Regions from separate parts of the Pan troglodytes genome. Here region 2 is linked to region 1. Evidence: chromatin contacts called from public HiChIP or PLAC-seq data. All regions are on one chromosome and are shown on one strand. The core of a region is the stretch at or near the end of the contact, and the rest is flanking DNA. Distances in the headings are between cores, read along the strand shown. Region 1 holds the start of TNFSF12 (TNF superfamily member 12). Region 2 holds the start of NEURL4 (neuralized E3 ubiquitin protein ligase 4).

Region 1 (2,752 bases), core at 17-2,516:
TAAGTATATTAGGTAGTACTCTTTGTATCCTGAATTATCTCTGTTTCCTCCAATGTCAAATTTTGTTTGTTAATTTTGGTCTTTCTTTCTTTCTTTTTTTTTTTTTTTGAGATAGAGTCTTGCTGTGTTGCCCAGGCTGGAGTGTGGTGGCGTGATCTCAGCTCGCTGCAACCTCTGTCTCCTGGGTTCAAGCAATTCTCTGCCTCAGCTTCCCGAGTAGCTGGGAACTACAGGCGCCTGCCACCACGTCCGGCTAATTTTTTTGTATTTTTATTAGAGACAGGGTTTCACCATCTTGGCCAGGCAGGTCTTGATCTCCTGACCTCGTGATCCACCCGCCTCGGCCTCCCAAAGTGCTGGGATTACAGGCGTGAACCATCGCGCCCAGCCAATTTTGGTCCTTTTTCTTTCTTTCTTTCTTTCTTTCTTTTTTTTTTGAGACAAGGTCTGTTGCCCAGGCTGGAGTGTAGTGGTGCAATCACAGCTCACTGCAGCCTCAAACTCCTGGGCTCAAACAATCCTCCTACCTCGGCCTCCTGAGTAGCTGGGACTACAGGCGTGGGCTAATTTTTTTAAAACTTTTCTGTAGAGATGGGGTCTTGCTCTTGCCCAGGCTGATCTTGAACTCCTGGCCCCCAGCCTTGGCCTTCTGGGATTACAGGCGTAAGCCACCTGCCGGACCAATTTTGGTGTTTCTTTTGCATGCTGCTGGTCCTCCTCAGATGCTTGGCAATCATTGGTAATGATGGGCTTCAGAACGTGCTACCCTAAACGATGCACCTCGGCACAATGAGCGTTTTAAGCTGAAGGAATTTGAGAAAACCGCAGAAGCCGAAGGATCTTTCTTACCTTCTCCTGCCCTTCTTCCCTGAACCAGGTCATACAACCTGGAACTCCCTGCCCTTTTCCTGAAGAAGCAAATAATAGCCTCCTGTGAGAGGCGCCCTCCCTGCACCTGGGGGAAAGGAGGGTCCTTATCTCTGAAGACACAGGGACACAGAAGAATCTGAACCAACAGGCCTTCCTGAGTTCCCCACCTCCCCGCAGGAGGTGCCCGCACACGCATAGCCCCATCGCTCCCGCGGCCGCACACAACGGACCTCGCCCTGGTGGTGCACGCCCGGGCTGGGCGCTCAGAGGTCGGGTGGGCGCCCACTCCGTTCGCTGCGCGCACAGCGCCCGGCGAGAGACTCGGAGTTTAATCACACACAGCGTCCGGCTTCCTGTCCCCAGCGCCCCCTCCCGCCCCGTTTCCCTTGCCCCTCCCTCTCCCCGGCCCGATCCGCCCGCCGGCTCCCCCTCCCCCGATCCCTCGGGTCCCGGGATGGGGGGGCGGTGAGGCAGGCACAGCCCCCCGCCCCCATGGCCGCCCGTCGGAGCCAGAGGCGGAGGGGGCGCCGGGGGGAGCCGGGCACCGCCCTGCTGGTCCCGCTCGCGCTGGGCCTGGGCCTGGCGCTGGCCTGCCTCGGCCTCCTGCTGGCCGTGGTCAGTTTGGGGAGCCGGGCATCGCTGTCCGCCCAGGTGAGGCCCCGCTGCGCACCCCTTCTTGGGCACATCAGGAGCTGAGACTGCAGAGGGGCCGCTGGGGGCCTCGTGGGCTGAAGGCAAGGGGAAGGGAGGATGGGTGGAGGGTGAGATGTCAGGTGGAGCGGCACGGGGTGACGCTCCCTCCTTCCCAGCAGGAGCCTGCCCAGGAGGAGCTGGTGGCAGAGGAGGACCAGGACCCGTCGGTGAGTGGGCGTGGGCGCGGTCTGCAGGCTGCTGGGGCATGGGAAGTGTGCACAGCCGAGGCTGCAGGTGTGTGCAGCTGTGCCAGCCGTACTCGCGGTGTGTGCAGGGTGTGTGTGAACACAGTGCGTGCATGGGTGTGTGTCTGCAGGGGTGTGTGTGCGTGGTGACAACTCTGTGTGAGGGGTTTGTGCTGGGGTTGTGCCACCTGAGTCTGAGGTGTTTATTGGCTGGGGGTGACGTGGTTGTATAAGATATGTGAGTCTGCGTGGAAGAGGGGTGCGGTTGTGTACAGGGTGTGTATCCTCTGTGCGTGGTGACTGGGTGTGGGCATGTGTGCAATGTGCCAATTGAATGCAGGGTCTGCGTTGGTTGTGTGTGGGTGGGAAAGTGTAGCTGGTCTAGAGGAAAGGGTGAGGACTGGGGCCTGACTCCCAGCTTCACCTTTGCCCGGGGCCCCAGCTGTAGTTGGCTGAGGGGCTTAATCTGTCCCTGACTTCTGTGTCTGTTGCTGGCTGGTGGCTCTCCTGACAGGCCCCGTCTGTCTCACTTTATATCTCTGGGAGTCTGTGGTTGAACCCTGCCCTAATTCCCCTAGGAACTGAATCCCCAGACAGAAGAAAGCCAGGATCCTGCGCCTTTCCTGAACCGACTAGTTCGGCCTCGCAGAAGTGGTGAGCATCCCTCTATCCCAACCTCAGGAAGCGGGCAGAGCAAAAACCATTATCCACAGGGAGAAACTGAGGCACGGAGGGTGAAAGGAGTTCAGAGTCATGCAGCTAACCAGCCAAGACTCAAACCTAGGGATTCTCGCCCTCCTCTGAAGCTCCTTCTGTCATATGGATGTGCTCCTTCAGACCCTACCCCAAACAGGAAGGCAGGGTGGCCATGAGTTAGAAGAACTACTGGGATCCTGATGGAGACTAGGCCTGGGAGTCAGAGGCCTGGACCCCGGTAGGCAAAGAGACTTAGGAATGGGATGATGGGGTGGCCGAATGACCATGTGTCCAAGTTGGCATGCAGT
Region 2 (2,763 bases), core at 44-2,543, 220 kb before region 1:
TTTCCAAGCCAAGCACAAATTCCTTGGTTCCAACCTCCTGCCTCCTCTAACTTTCCTAGTCTCTATGGCTCTCCAACCATCCAAATTCTCCTACTTCCTATACCCACACCTCTTGCTCTTGTGTATCATTCATTCCTTTCCCCTGGCCTAATTCTCTCCAAAGATCAGGCTCTACCCAGATTCAATCTCCTTCCAAGTTCTTTTTCTGTGAGCCTGGCCTCTTCACTGAATCACACACACCTCCCTCACCCTGGATCTTTCTCCTCACCTATCTTTCTGGCACAGCCTCTGTCCTTCAATGGTTTGTTCTTTGTTTTTTTGAGACGGAGTCTCACTCACTCTGTTGCCCAGGCTGGAGTGCAATGGCATGATCTCGGCTCACTGCAACCTCTGCCTCCCGGGTTCAAGCCATTCTCCTGCCTCAGCCTCCAGAGTAGCTGGGATTACAGGCGCACGCCACCATGCCTGGCCAATTTTTGTATTTTTAGTAAAGACGGGGTTTCACCACGTTCGCCAGGCTGGTCTCAAACCCCTAACTCTAGTGATCCGCCCGCCTCGGACTCCCAAAGTGCTGGGATTAGGTTTGTTCGTTCCTTGGCATCTTTCTTCACTTGCCATCACATCTCTGACATCTCTCCATCCTCCATGCCCAAGAAATTGTACCAGGAGGTCTGTTCCCAGCCATTCTAGTGGGTTAGCCCTCGTGTCCCTTCCCTGGTTCTGGATCTTGAGAAAACTCAAGCTCTTAATGTCTTCTTCAAACTCAATGTTTCTGCTTCATGCTGTCTTCCTGACCGCCCCCTGGTGCTCTATGGTCTTTCTGTTCCCTCTCGGTGCCCGGCAATGTGGGCTACCCTGGCTGTCCTACCCCGTCTCCCTCTAGACGCCTCCCACCACCCTCCACATCTCTGTTCCGCGGTACCAGCGCTGCACCTTGCGGTCGATGCGGACGGTGAAGACGCGTCCATCGCGCAAGGGTTCTCTGCTCAACACCAGCCCGTGGTTAAACTCCTGGCCCGGCTGCTGCCGCCGCGCTGTACGCCCACAGGCCGACAGGCTCACCAAGCGCCCAGTGCGCGGGTGCAGTTCCCCGCCGCTGCCCAGACCCCCGTTGGACCCCGGTCCTGAGCCGCTCCCGCTGGGGCCCCCACCCCCGCCCGGCCCCGGTCCAGGGCCTCCCCCAGAGCCCCCACTCCCACCCGACCCTGCCGCCATCTCCGCTGACACCGGGGCAGCGCGACAGCCGCGCTTGGCGGCACCGTGGCAACCGCGTCGGGCAGACAGTCCGAGGGATACGACCGGGGGGCTGAGACCAGGTATGCTTTACGGCACTGCCGGGCAATGAAGCAGCCCGCGCTAGGAGCTGGGGACGACCACGGTGAGAACAGAAGGACACGGGGTCGGGAGCCTCGCTTTACGGCATAGCGAGGTGACGGAGCGGCTCCGAGGGGGACGAAGACCTGGGCAGGGAGCTTTTGCGACAGTGGGAGAAAGACACGCCCACCGCAGGCATCTTTACGACGGTGGGGTGCTGGAGCCCAAACACTTTCTGCTTTGCGACAGCGGCACCGACGACCCCGCCCTCGCTAGGGGGAGGTGACACCTTGAAGCACTCGCTTTACGGCAAGAGGGGGTGTCTCCCCTCGGGATGCAGGCTCCAAAGCAGCGTGAGCCGAGTCTGGAGGACCCAGAGAAGCGGTAGTGAAAGTCTCTTCCCGCCACCCGACTGAGGACGAAGTGTCTTGCAACAGTGCGGCAATCCTTCCACTTTGCCTCACACCTCTCCTGATTGGCTGAGCCAGCCGACTGACGGGGGTGGGGGAAGCTCGCTGATATTTCAAGTCAAGCCCAGCTTCAACTCCAACTCAACCAAACTATTCCATGTTAAGACCACAAAGAGTCTAAAGAAGTCCCGACAGGCAGTTTCAAGCGACAGCGTTGATGACCCCAAAAGATCTCCCTTAGAGCTATTAACAAGCCCCCTGCCCAACTCCCCGAAGCTCACGCTCAGGCTGGAGGACCGTGACGTCACAGTCGAAGCTCCTGGCCTGGCCCCCTGACTGGGATTGGCTGGTTTGGATGAGGGTGGTGCTGGAGAAGGGCGGGAACAAATTGCCCAGACAAAGAAAATCTTTGGGTGGGACACAAAGGAAAAGGGCGAGCGGAGGGACCCCCAGCCCGAGTCTCTATATAGTCTTGATTCCGCCCGCCGCAGCTCTGGAGCAGGGGAGAAGTGGACCCGGGACTGAGCCCGAGCATCCCCGGCCGGCAGCGGTGGGGGCGGGGCCAGGGGCGGGGCTACGTGGAGCCGGGAGGCGGGTCAGGATCGCTGAGAGCGGCCCCCCAGTGGGGCCATGGAGAAGGTGGAGTGCCTAGGGGCTGCTGGCGGCCTCAACCGGGATTCCCCTGGAGGGGCAGCCAGAGGAGTGCCCGCAGCGGTCACAGGAGTCGAGGCAGGCGCTGGGCAGCCCTCCAGAGTAGTCTTGTTTCACGGTTCTGGGCCCCACGTGCACTCAGGGGGCTCCGTAACTCATAGTACTGGTTCAAGCTGTCCCTCCGGGGGGATAGTGGTCCTTGGTTCCGGGCCCAGTCAGCACCCAAGGGAGGCTGCGAACCACAGCCTTGGGTCTGGCAGGAACCCTGGTGGATTCAACATCCCCGGGCCTCGAACCAGTATATCCAGGGCTTCCAGCCCCGGGCCTGGGGGACCTGCAGGGCAAGAGGTAAACAGCCCCGGGTGCAGTCCGCACTCTGGGCCAACTT

What was found. HiChIP or PLAC-seq counts read pairs in DNA pulled down with a chosen protein or histone mark.
Region 2: a contact with region 1 is called in an H3K4me3 HiChIP or PLAC-seq map of stem cell-derived excitatory neurons, with 2.8 times the contacts expected there. The contact joins the promoter of NEURL4 here to the promoter of TNFSF12 in region 1.

What each region holds. Positions count from the first base shown.
Region 1 is chr19:18,060,319-18,063,070 of NHGRI_mPanTro3-v2.0_pri, forward strand. TNFSF12 (TNF superfamily member 12) reads left to right here and starts at 1,267. Exons shown (of 7, transcript NM_001205129.1): 1 at 1,267-1,521; 2 at 1,683-1,730; 3 at 2,327-2,402. The coding sequence starts at 1,363.
Region 2 is chr19:17,842,131-17,844,893 of NHGRI_mPanTro3-v2.0_pri, forward strand. It overlaps NEURL4 (neuralized E3 ubiquitin protein ligase 4), which reads right to left and starts at 1,294. Exons shown (of 29, transcript XM_016931420.3): 1 at 934-1,294. The coding sequence starts at 1,215. It overlaps LOC107969131 (putative protein phosphatase inhibitor 2-like protein 1), which reads left to right and starts at 2,119. Exons shown (of 5, transcript XM_054670809.2): 1 at 2,119-2,453. The coding sequence starts at 2,355.